Regions from separate parts of the Zea mays genome. Here region 2 is linked to region 1. The links are chromatin contacts, called in public Hi-C maps. All regions are on one chromosome and are shown on one strand. The core of a region is the stretch at or near the end of the contact, and the rest is flanking DNA. Distances in the headings are between cores, read along the strand shown. Region 1 holds the start of LOC100502395. Region 2 holds the start of LOC103633391 (formin-like protein 5).

The links. A called contact is a pair of places that touch in the nucleus more often than the background predicts.
Region 2: a contact with region 1 is called in a Hi-C map of leaf, with 7 times the contacts expected there. The contact joins the promoter of LOC103633391 here to the promoter of LOC100502395 in region 1.

What each region holds. Positions count from the first base shown.
Region 1 is chr7:172,172,744-172,176,161 of Zm-B73-REFERENCE-NAM-5.0, reverse strand. It overlaps LOC100502395, which reads right to left and starts at 1,912. Exons shown (of 6, transcript NM_001196873.1): 1 at 1,286-1,912; 2 at 192-330. The coding sequence starts at 1,851.
Region 2 is chr7:171,992,321-171,995,738 of Zm-B73-REFERENCE-NAM-5.0, reverse strand. It overlaps LOC103633391 (formin-like protein 5), which reads left to right and starts at 1,773. Exons shown (of 18, transcript XM_008655097.4): 1 at 1,773-2,320; 2 at 2,948-3,418. The coding sequence starts at 2,248.

The sequences.
Region 1 (3,418 bases), core at 663-3,162:
TTTCACTGTTTGTACAAAACAACTGCAGTTTTTCACAGAAAAGAACATATGACCGTGCATTCAATGACACATGGCATCTGAAATTCGTGCAGAATAGTGGATCGTAGATTTCCAAGGAAACCGATAGATAACGATGTACAAGAGTGAAAAGGATACCAAATCCCCAAAATGTTGAAGTGTGAAAAAAATACCGAATCAGTTCCCAAATAAGTGGTCGCAATGCGATAACCGCGTTTTTTTAATGCACTGAAACATTCTGCAGGTGAGTTCCATATCTCAATGTCAAGCCATTTCTCAGCACCCATGCTCACATGCCTGTTGTCTCTATACCTGAAAAAGCAAAGAAGCATTTGAATGAAGAACAGTTTACTTGAGTGGAACCTATCATTTCAAAAGGATGTAATATCAAACTTGTGAATTTTCACCCTTAATGGATATCTAGTTTAACGACTCCTCGATAAACTCCTATATGCTAAAAAAATCTAAATAAAGCACAAGATCCTTGTGAAAACACTAGAACAACAGTAATAAGCATATCGTTATTCTTGAACGAATTTTGTCAGATTCATGATCCATCCAAGTTGAAAACTAATTAGGGTCTGTTCGTTTCGCATGGAATGAAGGGGTGGAATAAATCTGGCTTGGATTCCTTCAATAATTACTATAAGTTTTGGAGATTTGGAATTAATCCTGGTCTGTTCCAGCAGAAACGAACGGGCCCTTAGTGAGAGTAAGATCCAGTAACCAATCTGGCAACTCTAAGAATGCAGATCATTCTGTTTAGTGTTTATGTAGGGTCGTTTTCACAGTTCTAAATTGCAACAGCATAGCTACCAATCATTTCCCAGCAATCATGTAGTTTAAGCTCATTGGATACAAAATGCACGAGCCCAGAAACAATACTTCTCAGCTGTCTGGCACCTCAACATAGAGAAGGCAGTGTATTATGCAAACTACTACTCATTTTGGAGGCGAGGTAAAGTTAGTGAATAATAGATCGGAAGTAAACTCGAAGTCAAAAATGTGCAGATGTGGTGCTCTAAAAATCACCAGCCTGAAATCTTTTAATGGGGTTGCTGATTGCACCAAACTCATCCCATCCAAACTAGGTTCTAGAGTCGCATCGATTCTCACTGGCCACTCACAGTCTTGAGTTTGATGAAGTAACTCTAAAAGAGTAGCAATTCAGTTTCACTCTTCACCTGTGCCTCTCCCCACACACACAAATGAACAACAGTAAGTGAGGTGATATGTAGCAATTCAGTTTCACTCTTCACCTCTGCACCTTTTGCTGCTATCACAGGAAATGACGTGCACGGACTGCACGCCGAGCGCGTCCGCGGAGCGGAACGCGGCCGAGACGTTGCCGAAGTCGGAGAGGCCTTCCACCACGAGGCAAACGGCGTAGCTCCGGTTGCCAACGGCTTGTCGAATCCGGTCCCGCCGCGCCTCTAGGATGTGCGGCTCCAGCACATCTATGACCTCCCCGCTGGACAGCTCCGCGCCCCCGGCCGCGGGCCGGAACGCGTCCAGGTAAGGGAACCACCTCCTCCGCCCCCCGGGCACGGCGTCGCCGTCGGCGCGGCGCTGGAGCTTCATGAGGCGGTCGATCCGGCCGCGGGATCCGGCGGGGGCTGAGGTCTCAGGCGGGCGTGGGTGGAGGAGCTGCTCCACGGTGTCGACGCCGTCCTCGTCGTCGGGAGCGGCGGCGGAGAGAGTGGAGGCGCGGGGGCGAGGACCGAGAAGGCGGAGGAGGGGAGGCGAAGGTGAAGGCCTGCGGGGCCGCGGCAAGGAAAAGGAGGCAAAGGCCGTGGAGGTGAGCGAGGAGACGGATAGCGCCTTGGTCGCCATTACTGGGGTCGCTTGCGAGGTTTGGGGTCGGGGGGCTTCCGCTTCGGGGTTTGGGCATGAGCAGAAGGCGCTGAAGCGTACTGTTGCTGACGCTGTTGGAGGCGAAGCGCACAGCAGGATCCACTATGAGAGTCCTGGGCCTGTTTGGTTACCGTAGCAGGCCAGCTTCCGGAGGTCCTTCTGCGCCAGGCCCGCCAACTTGCACGGCGGGTTTGATGTGCAGAAACGGACTACACACCGCGGAAACCACAGTTCCTGCCACGCAGCGCAACGCATGAGTCATGTGAGGTCTGCACGTCAACAATGTGAGGAGATCCAAAGAGTTAGGTTATTGAGATGTGTTTGGTTTAAGATCAAAGTAGGATGAGGCTGGAGCGACATCGTTCTCTCGAATTTTTAGATCACGTCACCAAAAAAATTACTCCGGTGTTTACCTTGTTCTTACGTGACTATCATCCGAACACTATATAAATTGTGACAACTTTTTTGCATCCATCCATATACATCTAATCAAACACACTAATGGTGCCAGGCACCAGGCACCATCTCGTTGCCTCCGGCCTCCCGGTGCGGTCTGGTGTTGGCTGCAGCGGAAAGACCATGGTGGCTCGTCGGCGAGCAGAGGCTTGCCATCTTCTTGTTGCGGGCGCCGACGAGTCTTGGGACTTTGGCAACACCAGCGGCAGCGACGGAAGGACCAGAGCGGGGGCGAAGGTCATACAAGCGTGGGCGTCTAGATTGGGGAAGGAAGTATCCACACGGAAATGAGGGAAACCCTAATATTAGTTTTCGGGTTAGTTTAGAGTTGCTCTTAGACTATGTATCTAGAGAAATTTGTGCCTAACTCCGGGCCAGTCACCCGCCGCCAGCCCGCCCCCACCTTGGTCCTACAACGATATCATATGGACATAATTTTAATACGAACAAATAATGATCCCCTCAATCAATCATACGGTCAAAAGACCGCTGCCTGTGTCCGATATATGTTGTCGATGGCTATAGTTTATCCAAGATGCTGCGTACAAGTATCTTGTGCCGGTTACAAACACCAAACCAGAAGAGGCAAGATCGCACGTGCTGATATGCTACACGCAACACGTAGCCCGATCCAGCTCCAGCTGTGATGAGCTCTAATAAAGTTGCTGCTGCTCTAAACAATCGTCACCGAGTTTCGTCCGGTTTCGGTCCAGGAATATATCACAACTCAGCTGGTCATGTAGACTGCTGGCTTGTAGTTTAGTGGAGAGATGATGGCGTCCAGGTCACCACAGGGGCATTGGGGCATGCAACGCAGTGTAAATTATCTTTGCAGCCCACGCACATGTTTCAATTTTTAATTTGTCATTTTTCAAAAAAATATTCATAACATGGAAGTTGTATTGTAGATTTCGATGGAACCTGCAACTTTTGTAGATAAAATGTTTTTTTTTATTTTAAATCGTTTAGATATCCAAATAATGTGCTAAATTTTCAGACAACAAGAACAAAAGGGAAAACAAGGTGAGATGGTAGGGACGGATCGCAGAATAAATCGCACACAAGAAAAAAAAACACGCGATGATGGTGC
Region 2 (3,418 bases), core at 524-3,023, 180 kb after region 1:
CCGGCCGAGAAAATCCCCGAACCCTGGCCCCCCATCACTAGCGGGCCGTCATTATATTAAGAAGAGACCGAAACATGGTCCCGGCCGAGAAAATCCCCGAACCCTGGCCCCCATCACTAGCGGGCCGTCACCGTCCACTCTGCAACGACCCAACCGGAGGGTGGCGCGTAGGACGTAACCCGGGAGCGGGCGGGGCACAGCGAGGGGATTTTTTTAACCAAGCCAGAAATTCGTCCCCGAGGGGGATCGAACCCAGGACCTGGAGGTGCTACTCGGAAGCCTTAACCATTACGCTAGAGGCCCTTTCGCGACTGAGGGGGGAAAGGCTGGTCCAGGAGGACGTTTGGTGAAGCTCTGCTATGTCGACGTTCAATTTAGGTCTCGTTTAGTTTGATGGACTAAAAAATAGTCTCTCTATTTTAGTCTTTAAATTGTTAAACAATAGAAATAAAATATGGACTAAATTGTTTTAGTCTCTAGTACTAAAGGGATAACTAAAAGAGACTAAACCATATAAATTATACTTTTTGTCTCCTATTTCAGTTACACTAATGACTTAAGAATGCTATTGGATATTTTAGTTCTCTTATGATTTATTTAATATGTTTTGAATAGTTTTAGTCTCTATAACAAACAGGATAGGGACTAAACTTTAGTCCATGTACTAAAGGAACCAAACGTGGTGTTACTTTAATTCCGGTGCTTTATTAATTGCACAAGTTGTGCTTTGCGTTGCAGCTCTGTGCAGATGATGGAATGGAAGCAGCACTAGCTAGCGCGGGGTTGCGTTGCCCTGCACATCTAGACTACGAGTGTGGGGCTGCAAACGCATCACTGGAGAGTGGAGAGAGATTCCTTTTTTGTTTGCGAAGAGAGAGAGAGAGATTCAATTGGATCTGGTCCACAGTGGTCGTGTTTTTTTAAATTGCGCAGAATGTTTTTGCAAAAAACGACGCAATCGTGCTCGTCATTATTACTCTGCCGGGGAAAAAAATGCAGTCCGCAGTACCACTACCATGGCACCCCCCGTTGTCCGTTGAGATGTACGTTAAGCTCCTAAAACCAGTTTACTCACGCTAGCATCGTATAGCTGCGCGATGGAGATTTCAAGTCGGCCCAGGAGAAGACTATCGTGCCTTCCCCATCCCAAATCCCCATCAGAAAAGATGGCACAGTACTACCAGCTCGTGTTACGCAAATGGTACGTGCTGCTCCTGCCTATAAATGAATGCATCATTAAGAAAACAAGAACTGCATTAATCAATGCGTAATGCGGAGACAGCTCTCTGTCCTCTGATGATGGAAAATGTCACCATTGACAGCCATGGACAGACATGCCACCGCGCTTAAATTCCCCGAGAGCAGCGCAAACGGTAAAACAGATTGACTTGACCGCCACCACGTGACGTCGTGACCCTCCCCAAAACAGCAAGTAGGTAGGGCGATTAAAAATGTAACCCAACTTACCGCAAAGCCAACATATATCCCGTTCCCGTCGCCCAGAAGGGAAAATCCGGGGACGCCCGTACCGACACAGCCGCCGAGGCACATTACACTCCGCTCTTCCCTCACGCCACCCCATTCACACCCGACGAAGACAACGTCACGGACACGTGGGCCTAGCATGACGTGGGTCCCGCGAGAGAGTGGATCACGTGCTCAGAAACCAGCGTCGCGGAGCGCACGGCCTTCACCGCTGTCAAGGCAGCACCAGAAACGGTCACCGCAGCCCCCGCAGCGGGCAAGTAGTAAATACAAAACAAAAAATGACCAGAAACCCAAGTCTGAGCGGTAAAAACCCGGGAAACTACATAGAAAAGCAGCAGCCGCAGGACAGGAGAAGGGGTGAAAAGAAAGAAAAAGAGAGGGGGAAGAGTTAAAGCTAAGCGAGGAGAAAGGCTGCAGTAAGCAGAGGAAGAGGCGTCCCAATCCCACGGTGCCTCGACCTCGACCTCGACCGCCTCCCGGGCTCCCACGCCCACCCATCCCCACCACCGGCTCCTTGCTGCTGCGCTCCACCCTCCGCCGCGGAGCCCTAGGCGGAGCTGCGGATCCCGAGATCCCCGGCGTCGCCGCCCCGGAGCTCGCCGCCGGCGGCGGGCGCGGCCCCCCTCATGCCTTTGGCGCCCCGATCGGAGCCGACGACCGGTGGCCGCCTGAGGAGGCACAGCAGCTCGGCGGGCGCCGGCCGAGAGGCGGCGGCAGCGGGGGCGGAGGAGGAGCAGGAGGAGGGGGAGGGCGAGGAGGATGGCGCTCTTCCGCAAGTTCTTCCTCAAGAAGACCCCGGATCGGCTGCTCGAGATCTCCGACCGCGTCTACGGTATAATGCTCGCACTCCCCGTCGACCTGGTTCGTGCGGGTGCGAGATTCGCGGGGACGCTTCATGCTCCGCGGAGGATTTTGGACTTCGGGATTTGGTTGGATTTTTTTTTGGGGAAGTTATATATGAGTTTAATTGAGCTGGAATTCGGCGGCTGGAAGCACAAGTGTTGACGATAAGCAGCTAGATTTAGTAACTTTTGATTTTGGATCCTGGGGGGTACCCGTTTGGTGTGTTTGTGGGTTTGGAGTTGTGGAAGCAGTCTTAGATTTAGCTGCATTTGGCTTTAATCGCTTTACTTCTTTGAATTTGATGGTGTTCCTGGACTTTTGCTCTCTAGGAGGCTTCACCTGTCTTAAATTGGCATGTTCATCTCCATCCCTACCGTGTCCATACATTCAAATTCAATTCGATTGTTGAATCATGTTAACTATAATGGTGCGCTTATCCATTGAAATAAAGTGAACCAAATACCTGAATTGTGTGGAAATTTGCAATGAGGTGCAATTGTTGAAATGAGGTGCTTCTACCCTGTTGTGCTATATGCCTTTCGATTTGGTTAAATACTAGGTGACTAATTCAATGATATGTATCTGATTGTGCAAATGTTTACGGATGCCTTTTCAGTGTTCGACTGCTGCTTCTCGACTGATTCCATGGGTGAGGATGAGTACCGGGATTACTTGAGCGGCATTGTTGCGCAGTTGCAGGAATTTTTTCCGGACGCATCATTTATGGTATCCAATTTTTGGTCTGGGGACAAAAGAAGCCGAATTTCAGACATATTATCTGAGTATGACATGACAGTAATGGACTACCCACAACAGTATGAAGGGTGTCCATTGCTTCAGCTTGAGATGATCCACCATTTCTTGAAATCATGTGAAAATTGGCTATCGGTGGAAGGTCAGCATAATATGCTTTTGATGCATTGTGAGAGAGGGGGTTGGCCAGTTCTTGCATTCATGTTGGCTGGACTGCTTTTGTATCGCAAAACATACACTGGTGAGCAGAAGACACTAGAAATGGTCTATAAGCAGGCTCGAAGGGACTTTATACAACAGTTTTTTCCCTTGAATCCTCAGCCTTCACATTTGA